Linked DNA regions of Sus scrofa: region 2 is linked to region 1. Evidence: chromatin contacts called from public HiChIP or PLAC-seq data. All regions are on one chromosome and are shown on one strand. The core of a region is the stretch at or near the end of the contact, and the rest is flanking DNA. Distances in the headings are between cores, read along the strand shown.

What was found. HiChIP or PLAC-seq counts read pairs in DNA pulled down with a chosen protein or histone mark.
Region 2: a contact with region 1 is called in an H3K27ac HiChIP or PLAC-seq map of alveolar macrophages. The contact joins the promoter of SLBP here to the promoter of MAEA in region 1. A contact is called at or near these places in 1 of 5 promoter capture datasets (fetal liver) and 1 of 2 datasets of contacts at active chromatin or transcription factors (alveolar macrophages).

Annotation. Positions count from the first base shown.
Region 1 is chr8:540,976-547,341 of Sscrofa11.1, reverse strand. It overlaps MAEA (macrophage erythroblast attacher), which reads right to left and starts at 4,061. Exons shown (of 8, transcript XR_002346523.1): 1 at 3,908-4,061.
Region 2 is chr8:814,219-820,584 of Sscrofa11.1, reverse strand. SLBP (stem-loop binding protein) reads left to right here and starts at 2,431. Exons shown (of 8, transcript NM_001244857.1): 1 at 2,431-2,578; 2 at 2,671-2,787. The coding sequence starts at 2,520. TMEM129 (E3 ubiquitin-protein ligase TM129) reads left to right here. Exons shown (of 4, transcript XM_003128802.4): 4 at 1-823.

The DNA of each region.
Region 1 (6,366 bases), core at 2,812-5,311:
AGAGGCCACTCTAACAACCCTGGGCTTCCCCCCAGGTAGGGACGAGGCTGCTAGGACAGAGGATGGCACTGCCTGGCGACCGGTGGCTGTCCTGGACGTGGGCAGGGCAGGGACCAGTGGCAGGCAGCCTCAGGCCACGGCGGGGCGGGAGGCACAGGGAGACAGTAGGGCTCTGAACACGTTCTGGAGGCAGATGGGCAAGCAGAGGGCCCAAGGCTGGCTGCGAGGTTCCAGCCTGAGCCCCTGGGATGGAAGAGCGGTCCCCCACTGAGGCCAGGAAGGCAGAGAGCGGGTTTGTGGAGGCGACCGGCAAGACGACAAGTCCAGCTTCCATGTGCTGGAGGCCGCCACGCCCAGGATGCAACTGGAGGCAGAAGTGCGACGCCAATGCTTCAGGAGCTTCCCACCAGACAGAAGAGAGGCCTGCTCTGCCCATGGGCGCCCTCTGGGCCCCGGGAGGGAGGCAACCCCAAGGCAGGCCTGGCCGAGGAACGAGCATTCCAAGGGGCATCCAACAGAAGCAGCGTCAGACTGTGACCAAGGCCGGAAAGAAAACACCAAGGGACCACTCAGCCTGATGCTGCTCAGGGCCCTCGCGGCAAGGGGCCCTCACCAGGCTGTCTCTTTACGGTCCCCTGGCAGCCAGCACAGCCACCCCTGGCTCGGGCCTCGGAGCTGAAGCACAAAAGCCAGCCCGCCCTTCCGGGAGGCCCTGCAAAGGGAGCTGGCCCCCAACCCTCCCCGCTCCCACCGCTGGCGGATGGGGGGACGGGCGGGAGGACCGGAGCCCCCGCAGGCCGCATGGACGAAGAAGAGATGGCAGGACGATCGTGGGCAGACATGAGGCAAGACACGGAACAGGTGGCCGAGGGGGCTGTCACCTGAGGGCTGGCTGGTCGCAGGAGCCGGCGGCTGACCGGGCAGAGAGCGGGGCCGGGGCTGGGGCCCGTGTCTGCAGAGCAGAGAGGACCGCGGCCGACGGAGGGAAAGCCAGAAACCGAAGGAAACGCTCAGACCCAGCACACCCTGATCCTCGCCTCCAAAGCCCGGCGGCTTCGTGCTTCCTGGCGTTCTCGAAGCCGCCAACACGCGATCCCGAGCCCAGCCAAAACCGAGTTTGGAAACTACGCGGAAGGGGGCGTGTCACCGGCACCCAAAGCTTCTAGGAGGACAGAGCCGGGATTTGAATCATTTGAATCGGCCGAGCGGGATGTGGGCAACAAGATGCCACCACATAAAAGCAGAAGATGTCAACATTCCTCTAGAGAACTCCAGGCACCAGGAGACCCCACCTCCTGACCCAGACAGGGCAGCCGCACACTCCCCCGCCCGCCCCAGGAGCGGGGGCACGGGTGTGGGGGACCCCCGGCTGGGGTGCCGAGATGAGGCTCCAGGTGTCCAGAGCAGGTCCCAGGGAGCAATGCTGGGCCCTGCTTCCCCGCCGAGCAGACGGCTCCCCGCTTAGGTGCTGATAAAAAGGGGCTCTAAAATATTATTTTCCTGCTGCTACCTGAAGGAAAAGACAGAAGTAAAAACTCCAAGATACTAATGGGAAGATCAGCAAAATAATTTGGAGATAAACACAACTGCTTCTACAACGAGAAAAACTTTAAAAAATGCAATTAAAACAGGGCCTCCAGGAGTTCCTGTCGTGGCTCAGTGGTTAACGAATCCGACTAGGAACCATGAGTTTGCGGGTTTGATCCCTGGCCTCGCTCAGTGGGTTAAGGATCCGGCGTTGCCGTGAGCTGTGGTCGCAGATGTGGCTTGGATCCCGTGTTGCTGTGGCTCTGGTGTAGGCCGGGGGCTACAGCTCCGATTAGACCCCTAGCCTGGGAACTTCCATATGCCACAGAAGCAGCCCTAGAAATGGCAAAAAAGTCAAAAAAAAAAAAAAAAAAAACAGGGCCTCCAGTTCACAATGGTGGGTTAGGCACCCAACTTTCCCCTTCCCCTCCCACGAGGCCTACAACCCGAACCAGACAGCACTCCAGGGCAGACCCGCAGCCAGGCCAGAGCACCAGGCGCACTGCAGAAAAAACAAGCCCCCTATGGCAGGGTCCTGACCAGAGGTTCTGCGGGGCCACCCCCTCCGCCGGCTCCCCCTCCACCAGGGCAGCTGGCTGTGCAGGAGCATCCTGGCGGCCTGCCCAGCACCCTGAGGGCGGGGCGAGGCCAGGGGTGCTGCCGAACATCCCGCTGTTGCCTCAAGTCCGCAGGAGGAGAGGCCTGAGCCAGTCCGGCCACCACAGGGGCGGGTGCTCGGCGGGGAGAGGGTCAGCGTGCTCCGCTTTCGCCCTTCCCCAGGAGACAAGGGGGAAGTGCTCGTGCAGGCTGTGGGGAGCCAGCCTGAGCCTCCCAGCCTTCTGAGGAGCGCTCGCTCGCCAGGAACTCAGTTCACGCTCCTTCCCAGCCACGTGGGAGAGCGGCCTGTGCCCCAGAGAAGCACGACCCACACCTTCCAGAACCTGGCCCTCGGCCCCTTCTCCTCCGGCCTCTGCCCGGCACGCCCCTCCTACCACGCCTGCCTCTGGACCCGGCTCAAGGCTGTGACCAGCGCAGCTCCGCAGCCGACAGCTCTTCTGTGCTTAATTAATTCCGCTTTAACAAATGCTTCTAAATCAAGGCTCCCTGGTTCCCTAGTGAAACTTCCTCACGATCCACTGAGAATTGCTCCTGAAAAAAATGTTAACTCAGCAGTGACAGTGACATGCATGTCGAGAGAACAGAGAAGTTATCACACAGGCTCTAATCATTTGTGAGGGAAAATGAAGCTATCTTGCAAAAAATCCTGCTTTAAAAATCATTCTCAAAAAGAAGTAGAACTCTAACCCGACAGGCTCGCCTGCAATGACACTGTAATATTTCTTTATCTCTGAGTCTACATGGCGACTTTAATCGAAGACTACTGAGGAACTCTGGAACTCAAGTGACACTCAAGGACGTCTAGTTGGGCGCCTGAGGCAGCAGAGAATCCTGGTCTGGGCGACAGGGTCTTGCGGAGCTGAGTATGAAACCACCACCCACCCACCTGCTACCACTGAGGTGGACGGGCATGCCGAGGTCCCAGGGGAGGAGAGAAGCTACCTGCCACCCCCTCCCCGGAAAGGAACTGAGTCACCCTGCTCAGCCACAGGTCCCCTGAGAACGCTACAACCTCGATCTTGTCTGGAATCATTCCCAGGTGCTTCTTGGGATTCAATGACCATGAATTCCTCTGCTAACCAGGGAAGGAGCCAGTACTGGCCTCCGCCCTCGAACACCAATTTCATCCCAGTGTCAGGGACTCGCCTAAGTGACCATCCAAGGTCACGTATATGGCAACCGAGTGGCAAGGGCTGTATTTCAGGTTTGGTGACGCCCCGTATACGGGCTCCCATTGGGTCGTGAAGTCTCTCCTTACAGGTCCCCTAATTCGTGTCTGGAAGCTATACATCAACACCTTCTGACATAAGCTTCCGGGAGGACGGCTGGACACCAACGGCCAGTCGCGTTGGGCACCCTGGATGGGCGCCTGCGACCCCACGCCCCTGAGACCCCAGCCTCCAAAGTCACCAGGCAGCCTAAGGCCAGAATTGTCACCGATGTGTTCGCCGTCGTGATGGGGAGAAGGGGCCACAGTCGCATTCTGGAAGGCGAAGCGGGGCGCCAGGCAGACGCGCCCCCCGCACTGTCACAAAGCCCCTGCGGGCAGACAGGGGCACGGACGGCCACACGCCACACCCGCCGGCCGCAGGCTCCCGGGCCCCGGACCCAAGGAGCCCGGCCCCTCAGACCACGGCCCCCGCCCGGCGCCCCAGGCCGCGCCCTGTCCCCTTCTCCCCTCGAGCTCACCGCCCCCCGCCCCCCCACACACACGGCCCGCGGCCCCCGCCAGGTGCGGGCGCCCCTCGGCCGCAAACCCCACCTTGAGGGTCGGGTACTCCTGCACCTTCAGGGTCATAGAGAGCTGAGCCGCGGACTCCTGCACCGCCATCTTGAATCGGCCAAAACATTAGCGGGCGGAGGGGAAGCCAAGCGCGCGGCACGCCGGGTAGCGACGTCGCGGGGCGGGGTGGGGCGGGCCGACGCGTCTGCACCAATCGCGTCCGCCCCCTGTCGAGTGGCAGAGGGAGAAGGCGGGGCCGCGGCGTGCAAGCCGAGAGGCGTCCTCCCCACCCAATCACCGCCGGCCTTTCTCTCGTTCAGCCAATCGGCGGGAAGCCCGGCGGGGCGGGTTCCCTTCTTGAACTCCAGGCGGGGCGGGAAGGTCTCGGCCGGATGGCTCTCCCCCGGCCCTTTGACTCGGCGTCCCAGCGCCGTCTACGCACCGAGCACCCTCAGAAGTGGGGGTCCGGGGTCCGGCGAGGAGCGCGGCTGTGGAGGTGTCTGGGCTCGCGTGGGGCGGCCCCCCCGGAGGCGGTGAGCCCTCCTAGCCATGACCTCTCAAGGCTGTGACCGTGCATGGGAGTCGTGCCAGAAGGTCTGCAAGGCGAGGGTGCCTGTCAGCACTGCTCCATTGGCCGCCTTGCGCAGAGGTCCGGCTGGAGCCTGGCGCGGAGCCGCAGGTCCCGTTGGAGGGGAGAGGTGGAGCGCTTAATCGGATTAGGAAAGCGTCTCCCTAGTGGAACAAGGGCCTGTGCTCTCCCCGCACCTGGCCCGCGGCCCTGGTATCCACGGCGATTCTAGTTTTCAACCACTTCGCATTGTTTTGTTTTGTTTTTTAACATCTTCAGTCAAATTTTATTTTATTTTTCTATTTTAGAGCCGCACTCGCGGCATATGGAGGTTCCCAGGCTAGGGGTCGAATCGGAGCTACAGCTCCCGGCCTACACCCCAGCCACAGCAACGCTGGATCCTTAACCCACTGAGCAAGGCGGGGTGGAACCTGCATCTTCATGGATCCTAGTCAGGTTCGTTAACCGCTGAGCCACGAAGGGAACTCCTCGAATTTTATTTTTTTAAAAAAGCAGCAGATCAGCACTACAAGAACCTAATCTAAATATGCATTTGGGAATGAAGCACGTCTGAGTAGGGAGTGAAACGTTTTTGGAAAAAGCTTTTGCAGAAAACCATCTACTGCATCATCTCTAAACACCCCAGTAATAAATCATTCTGTAGGCTTTTTGCTGCCACTTGACATTCTTATTCCCTTTTATTCCTCTTTAAAATAGAAAGGAAATTAGGTTTCACTAGTTAGGAGAAGATTTTTTTCTTTCTGTCTTTTTGCCTTTTCTAGGACCGCTCCCACGGCAAATGGAGATTCCCAGACTAGGGGGTCTAATTGGAGCTATAGCCGCCAGCCTACGCCAGAGCCACAGCAACGCAGGATCCGAGCTGCGTCTGCAACCTACACCACAGCTCAGGGCAACGCCAGGTCTTTAACCCACGAGCGAGGCCAGGGATCAAACCCGCAACCTCTTGGTTCCTAGTCGGATTCTCTAACCACTGCTCCACAACGGGAACTCCAAGATTTTCAAATTATGCCACACTTCACACTCATTTCTGAAATGGTATTTTTTTAAATGATTAAGTTTAGCATTAAAAAACAGCAACAACCCTAAGGCTACACAGGAAAGCCACTGTCGCAGTGGGAACCCTAGGACCCCCACCTCCACCAGCCCTTGCCCCCATGCCCTGCAGCGTTCTAGCAAAATCCTAGTGCTAACAATCACGCAAGGATGAGAAGCTTCCCGTGCTAAACAAAACAAGTTCCTCCTAGAGATCATATCCACACGAGTGAAAGCTGAGTGCGTCAAGGCAATCAGCACGTTCAGCTTCATGCTAACCCAATTTTGGCCAATTGTGATACGGTAACAGCCAGTTGCGCCACCACCAAAAGCGAATTCATCTGAAAGAAGGGGAGCTGTGACTTGGAACACACCAACAACAGCAGACCACAAGCAAATCCAGAGAACGAGGCGTGGGAACTTGCTGTTACAGGGAAAGTGGGTCTTTGAGCGGGGCCGGGATAACCGACGGGGTCTGTTGGAGGAGCTGGTGGGGGTTGGGGGGACGAGCAAAGACCGGAAGCTGCCGATTGGTTGGGCTGCTGCAGCCTCTGATTGGCCGAGTTTCCGGATGGGGGGAAGGGAAGTTTTCTCCTTCCTCTTGGACGGTAGGTAGAGGTGTCCTCCTGTGAAAGACGTGGCAGAGGCCCCTTCCTGTTTGGGGTGACTGACATGTGCGTTGGGTGTCAGCGCGCCCCCTACAGACTTGTCCTGACTGCAGCCCTAACTGACAGTTCCTTAATTCATTCCACATTTTCCGCTTTTGATCAGGATCTTTCCTTGAAGGTATCACCGATCAAGAGTCAGGATCTCCTCTAGTGGTTTGCTCCAGTTAACTTAGAAACATTAGGGGTTAGCATTTGGATCTTCAGAGGAT
Region 2 (6,366 bases), core at 1,182-3,681, 270 kb before region 1:
TCCACTCTGAGGACCTGGCACAGAGCGGGGAAGTGGAGGGGGAGACCCGAGTCACTGCTCCAGGGAGGAGACAGCGCCCAGGGTCTCCCGGGGATTGTGGCCAGCCAGGGCCCGCTCCCTGCCCCGGGATACCTTGGGCTTTCTGTCAGGGTCTGGGTGCAGGGCTGGCTGTTTTTAGCCATGTGTTTGTGGGCGCTGCCCACCCCTTAGAGGGGTCTGTACCACGTGCCTTCTGCTGCCCATGAGTCCAGGGAAAGGGCCCAGTCTTAGACGCCTGGTTGCAAGGGCACTGAATTGAAGGCCAAGCACCCCGGCAACATCCTCCATCTGGAAAACAGGCACCAGGCTGGTCACTGCCCCGCAGGATCTGCCCCTTCAGAAGGGGACGTGCTGCGCGGTTGAGGCTGTGACAGCCATCTTCCCAGGTCCTGGTGGTGCCGGTGGGGAGCAGTGAGGGAAGTTCCAGGCCCAGGGTGCAGCTGACAGATGGAGCTGTGGGAGTGGCCCCAAGCCCCCTAAACCTAGCCATTTTAAGCGGGGGAGATGGACTCAGCTGGCCCAGCTCACCCACGGCCGCACCAAACTCAAGGATTGGGAGTGAGAAGGCCCAGCTTTGTGGTCCTCGGGGCCACGCACAGATGAAGGCCATCAGAGGGGCAGCCAGGAGCCGTGCCCTGCCTCAGCCTGGAGTTTCAAACCCTGGTAAGGGAGAGCCAGGTCTGGGGACATTTTTTCTGCGAAAGAACATTGCTTAGTTTTATAAAGATAGATCTATTGTAGTGAAGTGATATACTATTTAATAAAATGTTAGTATGAACTTGTATGTATTTTCCTAATGGGAGTATTTTGTTTTTCCTGACACCCAAGCTTTGGTAGCAGTTGGGGAGAGGCGGTCTTAGAAGCGGCAGCTTTAATGTGCGTATTTGTTCAGAATGAGAGGAAAAAGGAGGCAGACTCTAGGGATCTTCTGATTCCTAGCTGGGGGGCTGGGGTCTCAAAAAGTCCACTTCCCCGGCACCCTTGTTGAAGGGTCTGGGGGATTGGGAGGGGTCAACACGCGGGGCCCTATGTTGGGGAGGATGCCAGCGGCCCGAGGTGTTGGGGCCTCCAGCCTGTGCTCTCTGCTGTGTCCGCTGGGGTGCCTGGGTGGCCGAGAGAGTGGCTTGGGCCGGGAGTTCCTCAACAGCGTGTGCCTCCTGCTCCCTTATGTTCTCTCTCCTCTTTTTAGGGCTACACCCGCGGCATAGGGAGGGTCCTAGGCTCGGGGTCGAATCAGCCTCAGCCACTGGCCTACGCCGCAGCCGCAGCCGCGCCAGATCCAAGTCGCGTCTGCGGCCGCCGCCACTGCTCACAGCAACGCGTGAGGCCAGGAATCGAACCTGCGTCCGCAGGGATCCTCGTCAGATGTGTTTCCGCTGAGCCAAGAAGGGAACTCCTCCTTTATATTCTTGCCGGACCCTGAACTTTTGTAGAAAATGGTACAGTACAACCCGTTACAAACAAAAGCAAGAGAGGTGGAAGTTCCCTTGTGGCGCAGCGGGTTGAGATCTGGCCTTGCCGCAGCCTTGGCACAGGCAGCAACCGCGGCTCTGGTTCGATGCCTGGCCCGGGAACCTGACAGGCCGAAGGGGAAAAGCGCCGCAGGTGCACTCGAGTTTTCTGCATCCCCAGTGTCTCTTATTTCTCGCTGCGCTGGGGTCCTCCTTCCCTCCTCTTGCGCCCAGCATCAGCCCTTAGGGCGGGGAGCGCTCCCGGAGCCTGAGCGGGGGCCCGCGGGGAGCGCTGCCGGAGGCGGCGGACGTGAGCTGTGCTGAGCGGCGAGGACTGACGGAGGCTCGCGGCGCCAGGCTCCCGGGGCGGCGAGCGAGTTACCACAGAGCGCTCGCCCGCGGAAGACCTCGGGCCCGCGCCGCCCCGGCGCCGGCCCTTCCGGGTTCCGGGTTCCCGGTTCCCGCCAGCGCGGGTCCTGCGGTCGCGGCCGGCCGGCCCAGCGGAGGCCGCCCTCTCCGGGCCGACCAATCAGGGGCCGCTCCCCGTCGGGACGGGGCTCTTCGGCGATTCTCGCCGGCCCCTCCCCTCGCCTCGGCGCGCCCGCGCCCGAATCTCCCGCCAATACCCCTCCCCGAGTCCGCGAGGGCGCGGCCAATCGGCGTCCGAGGGTGGCGGCGGCCCGGCCGCCTCCATGGCGGAGGGGACAGCGTTTTTAGGGAACCCCGCTTCGGTCGGCCGGGCGGCGCCCCTCCGCCTCCAGGACGGCAGCGTGCGGCGCTGCGCTCCCGCCTCTCCCGCCCCCGGCGGGACGGCCTGCGGGGCGCGCGGGGCCGGGCGGCTCCCCCCGGCGTAGGCGCGATGGTCTCGCCCGGCTCGGCGCGCGCGGGAGCCCGGGGGGCGGGGCGGCGGCCGATAAAGGCGGTTGGGGGCGGGGCGCGCGCAGTCCGTCGGCGCCGCGCGGAGAAGGCAGCGTCGCCGCCGCCGGACCCGAGGACCCGAGGACCCCCGCCCCCGCCCGCCGCGTCGCCATGGCCTGCCGGCCGCGAAGCCCCTCCGGGTGCGGGAGCCGCCGCGACGGCGACGCCAGGTGAGGCCGGGCCGCGCGCTGGGGGCTCCCGGGCGGGGCGCGCGGGCGGGGGGCCCGGGCTGCTCCGTCCTGACGCGGCCTCTCGTCGCCAGCCCGCCGCCCCCCGCGAGATGGAGCCTGGGACGCAAGCGCACGGCCGACGGGAGGCGCCGGAAGCCGGAGGACGCCGAGGGCCCCGCGAGGCCGGCGGGCGGCCGCAGACCCGACAGGTGGGCCCGAGGGCCGCGGGGGGCCGGGCCGGTCCGAGGGTGAGCGCGGGCGGGGCCTCCGCCCCCGACTCGCCGGGGCGCCGGGGGTCGCCCCCCCCGGCTCGCGCGGGCCCGCGGTCGGGGGGCCTGTGAGGTGTCTTGGTGGCGGGTGGCATCGCAAGCCGGGCTCGGGCGCCGAGCCCTGTACGTCCCCGGGGCGGCACCGGGGCGACCCCGTCTCAGACCTTGGCGACGCGGCTGGGCGGGGGGCCTTCAAAGGCGTCGACGCGCAGCGTCTCCGGGGCCCCGCGGGGTCCTGCGCCCGCTGCCTGGCCCGAGAACTGCCCAGGCCGTGGCCGTGGCCGTGGCGGACGGAACGTCAGCGCAGGAACGTTCGGGGTCGGCCCGGAGTCGCGGCAAGTCGCGGGCGGGCTGCAGGCGGAGGGGGAAGCTCGCGTCTGCCCCCGCCGCCCGCCGGCCTCGAGCGTTCGCCCCCCGGTTTACGCAGCGTCTCGCAGGCGGGCAGCCTGCGGTCTGGGGCCGAACAGGACTTGCCTCCTGCCGTGCTCCCCCGGCGTGTGGCAGAGGGGCGAGGAGCCGGGCCGGGGGAGGCCTCTGTCGGGGGACCTTTTGGGGGGACCGGGGTGCCGTGGGAGGGGGTCCTGGCAGCTCCGCAGGCCTGAGGCGAGGCCGCCCTGCAGGGGCAGCTGCTGAGCTGAGGCGAAGCGGGGGTGAGGACGGAGCCGCGGAAGGGCCGAGCCGGGTGCTGCCCGAGACTTTTCAGAACTTCCTGGGGGCGGGGGTTGGTGCAGAGTCCAGCAGCACTGAGCTGCCAGGCCTGAAGCCTCGGCTGGTGGGACCGTTTGCCAAGGTGAAGAGGGGCGGGCGGAGCAGGGCTGCCCTGGGGAAGGAGGTGCTCAGGTTTTAGGAGACTTTTCAGGGAGTTCCCCGTGTGGCGCGGTGGGTTAAGAATCTGACCGCAGCAGCTGCAGAGGCTCGGGTTTGATCCCTGGCCCGGAACTTCCGCACACTGTGGGTACCGCGGCGAAAAGGAAAAGAGAGTTTTTTTCCAGACGAGTAAAGGAAGCTGTACGGAGAAGGGAGCAGGACCTCCCAGCCTGCTGGGGCGGCGCACACAGGCGTAGCCGCAGTCCAGACGCTTGAAGACTTGGGCCTCGAGACTGCCTGGGGCAGGTTTAGTGTAGTGGGCAAGGCCTTGACAGCCCTGGGGCTGGAGGTGAAGAGAGGTCACCAGACATTCTCGTTGAGATCAAGCTCTGACCCCTGCAGTAATCTCCCTGCGTTGTTTCAAAACTCCTTTGGATCTCCTGGGTGTCCTGGCTCAAGTCCGCCACACAGGACTCCTTACTCCACGTGCAGGGGTGTTCCCGACCCGGGCCCACTGGACACCGTGCTTTTTGCCTGCGGTTTGCTGGGTGATGGTGGGGAGGGTGTTCGGGTAAGAACAACTGGGGCGGAGGAGGTGGTCCCTCTGGAAGGACGTCGGCGCAGTGTGTAAAGCTTCCTTTGTTTTCCATTTGAGCACTTTTCCCAAAAGTACTCTCGTCCAGGAGTTCCCCGATGGCTCAGCAGGTTAAGGATCCAGTGTTGTCAGTGCTGCGGTGCAGGTTCAGTTTCTGGCCTGAGAACGTCCGCATGCTGCAGCTGCTGCCAGAACAGAAAAAGTCCTCTTGTCTTGATGAGGTGGGGGGGCCTGGTGAATGTGACTTGCCTCACCTAAGACATGGTTTTCGTTCTTCAAAGGTAGTTGCTGTCACACGAGCACATCTTGGGAGGACGTGACAGCTTGTTGTAAACACCTTGAGAAAGTCCCCGCCGCAGTCAGGCGGGGAGACCCGGGCCTGCGCCCTCAGTACACTGTTAGGAGGTTGAGGTCTGGCCCTGGACAAGCCTGCATGTGGTTCTCTTCTGTATTTGTGACACGGTCATTGGGTCATTTTAACTTTTGTTTCACTAATTTGGTTTCAGACTGCCAGCTGTGTTTAGACTGGAAGTTTACTGTTAGAAATTCAATTTGAGGAGTTCCCATCGTGGCTCAGTTGTCAACGATCCTGACTAGGAACCGTGAGGTTGCAGATTCCATCCCTGGCCTCGCTCAGTGGGTTAAGGATCCAGCGTTGCCTTGAGCTGCGGTGTAGGTCGCAGACGCGCCTCTGATCTGGCATGGCTGCGGCTGTGGTGTAGGCTGGCAGCTGTGGCTCCGAATGGACCCCTAGCCTGGGAACCTCCATATGCCTCTGGAAGTGAACCTAAAGAGCAAAAAAAAAAAATTCAATTTGAGTTTCCCTGGGTTAGGTAACCGTAAAGAAAGAAACGATAATTACATAAAGAGATTCTTTTTTTTCTTTGGCCGCGCCTGCAACATGCAGAAGTTCCTGGGCCAGGGATGAACCCAAGCCACAGCAGCGTCAACACGGAGTCCTTAACTACTAGGCCCCCAGAGAACTCCGAGAGGTTTGTTGTTTTTTTTTTTAGGGCTGCACCTGCGGTATACGGAAGTTCCCAGGCTAGGGGTTGAATTGGACCTGCCGGCCTATGCCCGGCCAGAGCCCAGCCACATCTGCAACTTATGCAGTAGCTTATGGCAACGCCGGATCCTTAACTCATTGAGCGAGGCCAAGGATGGAACCTGAGTCCTCATGGATGCTGTTCAGGGTTCTTAACCTGCTGATCCACAATGGGAGCTCCATCCAAGGCATTATCCTTTGGTTGCTGCTGCTGCGTTTTCAAAGCACGCCATCGTGTTTGCACCTAGAAAACATAGAGTTGCTCGTTGTGGGGGTTGAAGGTCGTTTCTACTTTGGATACACCGGTGACGGCCGATAGAAAGCTGAGGCGGAAACGTGGCCGTGTGGGGGTCCGTCTAATCATAAAGGACAGACGTGGCAGCAGGTCTCACTGTCAGGATTCTTGGCATCATGCCCTACTTTTTCAAATTGCCCGAAGTTGACTCAATTCTGGATAGACCTGAGCTCCTAAATTCAGTTTAACCCTTTACCAGGCAAGTGCGCCCTAATGCCGTAAGACCTCTGAGGTTTGTTCTTACTCTTTTGATTTTAGCTACGATGTGACATATTCTGAAGCATTAATCGTGTGCATCTAGGAGTAAGGAGTAGTTGGATTTATTAGGCACCTTTTATGTGCTGGTCTTTCTGCTTAAGGCTGTATTAGCTGAAATCTCTTTTATTATTTGTTTATTTTTTGTCTTTTTGCTTTTTCTAGGGCTGCTCCCGCAGCATATGGAAGTTCCCAGGCTGGGGCTCTAATCGGAGATGTAGCTGCTGGCCTACACCACAGCCACAGCAACGTAGGGTCAGGGATCTGGCGTGGCTGTGGTGGAGGCTGGCAGCTACAGCTCCCATTTGACCCCTAGCCTGGGAACTTCCATATGCTGTGGATGTGGCCCTAAAAAGACAAAATTTGGGGAGGAGTTCCCATTGTGGCTCAGTGGTTAATAAACCTGATTAGGATCCATGAGGTTGCGGGTTCGATCCGTGGCCTTGCTTAGTGGGTTAAGAATCCAGTGATGCCATGAGCTGTGGGGTAGGCCACAGAGGCGGCCGAGATCCAGTGTGGCTG